Regions from separate parts of the Callithrix jacchus genome. Here region 1 is linked to region 2. The links are chromatin contacts, called in public Hi-C maps. All regions are on one chromosome and are shown on one strand. The core of a region is the stretch at or near the end of the contact, and the rest is flanking DNA. Distances in the headings are between cores, read along the strand shown. Region 1 holds the start of LOC144582935. Region 2 holds the start of METTL8 (methyltransferase 8, tRNA N3-cytidine).

Region 1 (2,700 bases), core at 157-2,656, 450 kb before region 2:
GTGAATGGGAGACTTACACAGCCAAAGAAAGCCATTCATTTCCGTCTGTCCAGGACGACCCCTGCTGCAGGGGCTGGCAGCGTTTTCCCCCAGCAGCGTCATGACAGTGTCAGAGGGAGCTAAAAAAACCCAACACTGTCCCTAGATTAGAATTATCTATGAAATTTCCCTTAATACACTGGCCCTGTGACTGATTTGCAATGCTGTGTTGTGTTTGTAAATCAGTTTGGCCAGAACGAACTGTCTCTGTGTAGCTCAGACAGCTATGCTGAAAGGAGAGCCCAGAAACACAATGGCAGGAATCCACGTTGTGCCCAGGCGCTGTTTGGGGCTCTAGTGAGCTCTGGAAACAGTGTTAGCTGTCAGGTAGTGAAGTACGCATGGTTCCAACACATTCACTCAGCACCAGTGGCTAAACAACCTGTGTGCTTCGTGGTGAGGAACTACTAGAGGAGCCTCATAAAATCAAGAAAAATCAGCTGGCTGTTGTGTGAGTCCAAGAGCTCAAAGCTCATTCCAATTTCAATAGTTACTTTCCTTGGTCTCTGTCAACATTTTGTTTTTAAAGGGCTTGAGACTAATTCATTTTCCCAAATTCAGATCTCTCCTAGGTATGTAGTACAACCTGAGAAAAGAGGACAACCATCTGGGATCTTCGGCACCGTGATGCTGCCATATTGCTGGAGGGGACAGGTGAGGGTTCACTGGCTGAATCGGAAGGACACAGAAGAGGCAGGGAGGGGCCACCGGGCAGGCCTCAGGCCAGGCTCGGGTTCTGAACCTGATCCGGTGGACTGGTGTTTACCTAGAGTGAAGAAAACTGTCTTTCCTTCTTTAATAACCAATATATTTCACTTTACCACGTGTTGGGAGAACAATAGTTGCATTAGATAAGGCTAATTTTACAAATGAACTGCAGTGAGGAAAAGGACTGGTTTTCAAGAGAAGTGTTGGCTTGATGGGAGATGCAGGCGCCGTGCTGGGTGAATTCTTGGCCCCAGGAAGCAGAGCTCAAATCGCGGCCCCCGCTTCACAAGCGGGCAGGCTTTGGGGTAGGAGCTGAATCCACGTAGATTTGCGCGGTCCCAAGCCTCAGTTCTGTCCCCACGCGGCAGGCTCCTGGAATGACATTCACCTTTGTTCAGGGACTCCTGTCTTATCGGCGCCCACATGGAGAGGGATCCGAGCCAAGAGGGCCTCCCGAGCCTGGCCCGCAGTGCGCGCCATGAGCCACCAGGTGGCGCCGGGATCCTGGGAAAGCCGCGCCCCGCCAGCGGCCGCGGGGTCTCCGGGCCGACCTCGCAGGGCCCCTGGGCGGGGCCGGACCGTTGCGGTCGAGCGCTTTCTGTTCTTTGGAAGACTAGTTCTGGGCCCCCGCTTTCTTTCCATCGCAGGCCCAGTGCGGATGCGTGGGGGATGCAAATATCCTGGGCGCCTTCACCAAACGGTGCCCCCTTTAACCAGATGTGAAGGCAAACCTCTCCACCCCAGAACCCGTTGGGTGCCGCGGAGACGCCTTTCGGTGGCTGAGAAACCCTCAGACGCCGGGGAAGCACCACGGGTCTGAGCGCCCAGTGCGCTAGGCTCGGGGCTGGCTTCCCTCCCCGGGGCTGGAGCCTGCAGGAGCGCCGCCCTCACCCCGTTCCCTCCGAGGGCGGCGCGGGTCTCCGGCCTGGCCCGAAGCCGGCTGCTTCCCTCAACCTCGTCCTCCTCACATCTGCGGAGCAGAGGCTCCTGATACTCATAGGCCCAGGGGTGGTGCGGCTGGGTCTGGGCCCAGGTGTCCCTTGTCCTAAACCATCCCACTGCGCTGCCTGTAAATTAGCCATTTCGGATCTAGCGATGAGCAGAGAGCACAGAATAGCCCAGGGGCCAGGTAACTAACAAGTGCGGGATCAAGTAGGGCGTTCGTGAGGAGCTACTGTTAGGTCTTGGAAGGATGCATAGAGGTTCCCTTAGGTGGTCAAAGCCGAAGGGCATTGAGGCAAAGGGAACAGCATCCGCAAGGACACGCAGGAATGTGGCACGTGGTGTGCCCCAGAACTACAAACCGCTCTGGTGGCTGGAATGTGAAGGGTCAGGTACGGAGTGGTAGCAGTTACCATAGAAAGGGAAGCTGGCCAGATTGCCAAAGGCCTTGAATGCCATGCTCCGGGGCTTAAACTGCACTGCCCTGGGGAGTTTATAAGGAGGGTGTTTTTTGTTCTTGGCAGGGAAGTACCCAGGGAGCTTGCCCCTTACATAGGTCAGTGGTCTGAAAAACCTCCTTTTTAGCAAGCAGAAGCCTTTTGTAAATAATAATAATAATATGTATATATAATCATATAGAACATAGACTCAAAAGCCAGGCCAATGTGGAGCTGCCGGCAGCCTCCTGCGAGTAGGAGGGCAAGAAAGGCGGGGCTCCTTCCTGAGGAAGAAGCCATAGTCACCCCTAGCAGGATGGCGTGGGAGAAATCTCAGGAGCTCATTATCTCCAAAAACTAAAGCCCAGCAAAGTGCTGTCCCCTACCTCATCCCCCATCCTCCCCCTGCCTGCTCTAGATGTGGCTGGAGTAACTTACATTTCCCCTGATCTTGTAGTGAACTGGGAAGAGCTAAAAGCTGGGTGGGGTGACAGGACGTCATTTTTCTTCTCCAGCTCTTGAGCCAAAGGACTCTTTAAATCTGAGCTCGGAAAAGCAACCATGGACCAGCACT
Region 2 (2,700 bases), core at 11-2,510:
AAACAAGCCTGAAGTTCCTATAACATATATTTCTAGTCGCAAAAACATCACCAAACTCCTAAAGACCAAAACACTTCTAACAGTAAACATTGAAACAAATGGAAGCTATACATATATTTAAGGAAGATTAATAAAAACAAGTAAGATAGTTATTTACCCAATTATTCCAGTTCAGAGTCGAGGGTGGCTGGAGCCTATCCCCTTAGCTCAAGGTGCATGGTGGGAACCAACCCTGGACACTAGGACATTCCGTCACAGGACGCACTCACACCCACACTTAGGAACCATACAGACAGGCCAATTCACCCAGCCTGCACTGATATGTGGGGCGCAGTACCCTGGGGTACCTCGTGAAAACCCATGCAGACGTGGGGAGAAGGGGCAAGCTCCACACAAACAGTATCCCTGGTAGGAACTGATTTTTTTTTTCTCATCAACTTATAACAAAATGACATTGAACGAAAGAATGCGATTCGAGGACCTGCTGTACTGTACTTTTTGCTCTGCCAGTCGGGTGCGATCGCTTTCTTAGAGCACCCTACGAACAAGCATGCTCAAGTGCACGTGGGAGATACAGCGACACCACCCTCAAGGGACTTACAGCAAGGCGGTGGGACACATGTGGTGCATGATTGCTGCAAGTTTAGTGTGCTAGGAACTTTGAACATACCGGCAGGACTAGTTAACAAAGTATATATTTTACTTAGAGATGTCGACGAGGGATATCTTAGGTCGTCCAATAAGAATGTAAGCATCTCATATTTTATTCCCTATAAAGAAAAAAAGAATGGAGGCGAGAGGAAGGAAAATGTAGCAATTATCGCAAAACCACCCAGTATCCCCGCAGGACACCAAAGGACGGGCCTCCAGGAAAGATTAACTCAATCCGAGCTTGGAGGGTGAAACTAGGAGTGAATGCAAAGCCAGCATCTTCCTAATACAAAAGCACAGTTTACCGTCCCCCTCAGCCAACGTGCAGCTGAAGGGAAAGCCGCGGGGCGTACCTTTAGCATGGGACGCTGTTTTGAGGGGCCCCTGACACAGCGCCCCACCCGGCACCTGGCCAGAACCTCCGAGGGCGAAGGTCAGGGGCTGAGAGGCGTGGGGGTACCAGAACAGTGAGGGACGGATTCCTAAATGCAGGGCGCACTTACGCAGCAGAGCTGAAAGCAGCAGCACCGCGCCCTCTGGGCTAGGCTCAGCTAGTCAGCCGTAGCTCCAGAAAAGCGCGCCCGCCAGACAGCGTAGTCTCAGCCGGCCGGAGGAGGCGGGGCCGCGGCGTGGAGGCGGGGCCGGGAAAGCCCTCGCTCCCCGCCGCCTGATGGGAATTGTAGTTCCTGGGAGAAGCCGGACTGCCTCACGAGGCACTGGGAACTACATTTCCCGGTGAAAGAGTGGCCCCGGTCCGCGGCGCAGTAGCGGAGCGTCGCACTGTCTGCGGCCAGAGGGCCTGTGAGGAGCAGGTCGAGAACGGAGAGCTTCTTCCCTCTTCTCCGCGCTGTGCCGGTGCAGCGGCTCTGCTTTCCCTTGCCCCGTCGTCGGGTGCTCCCGGCCCGGCTCCCCGTGTCAGCTTTTCCCGGGCCTCCCCGGGAAAGTCGGGGCCTCGAAATTCGGAGGCAGCGGCGGCTGCCCAGCACGGGAGTGTGGGGCGCGCCCCTCTGCGGCCCAGCCTACCCAGCGCCCGGCCCGCGCCTCCATGGGCCCGACCCGGAAGCCTAACGTGTGCAGCCGGCTAAGTCGCCGGGCGCTGGGCTGCTTCTCGCGCGACGCAGGCGTGGTACAGAGGACCAACCTGGGCATCCTACGGGCGCTGGTGTGCCAGGTGACCGCGCGCCGGCCGGGGGCAACGGAGGGCTACGGGCACCTGGCGGCCGAGCCTCCTGCGGGATGCGGTTTTAACGCACTGCCCCCTCCCCCCTTTTTAACAGGGTCACAGGTGATTGGGAGGAGGATACAAGCCCGGAATCTGGTGGATTAGTCAATAGGTGGTTATGGGGCCTCCAGATGCTTTTAGTTTTATGCTGCTTCTGTCTTCCCTGTAAACAATTATTCTAAATGTTGGTCACCTCATTAAACCAAAACATGAGGGCAGAGTGAAGGAAGGATTCAAAATCAGTTTTTGAATAACGTAGGTGAAATTATGTTACTTTGGAAAGTTAAAATCCAACTTAAAATTGGTACACAGTGGAAGCTAAGTTCTTTCCTGAACGAAAATTCTTTGTGTCTTTTAGGAAAGTACTAAATTTAAGAATGTCTGGACAACTCATTCCAGGTCACCTATAGCCTATGAGAGAGGAAGAATATATTTTGACAATTATCGGCGCTGTGTCAGCAGGTAACTTTTTCCTTTTAAACTGGAAATTTGTGTGTGTGTGTGTGTGTGTGTATTGCACTTAGGTTCTGGAGTACATGTACAGAACATGCAGGATTGTTGCATAGGTACATACTTGGCATTGTGGTTTGCTGCCTCCATCCCCCGTCACCTACATCTGGCATTTCTCCCCACGTTATCCCTCCCCAACCTCCCTGTCCCTCCTCTAGTCCCCCGCAACAGACCCCAGTGTGTGATGCCCCCCTCCCTGTGTCCATGTGTTGTTCTATCATTCCACACCCCCCTATGAGTGAGAACATGTAGTGTTTGATTTTCTGTTCTTGTGTCAGTCTGCTGAGAATGATGGTTTCCAGATTCATCCATGCCCC

What was found. Hi-C and Micro-C count contacts between places; a contact is called where the count stands out from the background.
Region 1: a contact with region 2 is called in a Hi-C map of skeletal muscle, with 4 times the contacts expected there. The contact joins the promoter of LOC144582935 here to the promoter of METTL8 in region 2. A contact is called at or near these places in 3 of 3 Hi-C or Micro-C datasets (induced pluripotent stem cells and skeletal muscle).

What each region holds. Positions count from the first base shown.
Region 1 is chr6:58,552,761-58,555,460 of calJac240_pri, reverse strand. It overlaps LOC144582935, which reads left to right and starts at 1,406. Exons shown (of 3, transcript XM_078375630.1): 1 at 1,406-1,472; 2 at 1,532-1,876; 3 at 2,642-2,700. The coding sequence starts at 1,406.
Region 2 is chr6:58,099,801-58,102,500 of calJac240_pri, reverse strand. METTL8 (methyltransferase 8, tRNA N3-cytidine) reads right to left here and starts at 1,260. Exons shown (of 11, transcript XR_008482132.2): 1 at 1,005-1,260. DCAF17 (DDB1 and CUL4 associated factor 17) reads left to right here and starts at 1,434. Exons shown (of 16, transcript XR_004744589.3): 1 at 1,434-1,936; 2 at 2,232-2,335.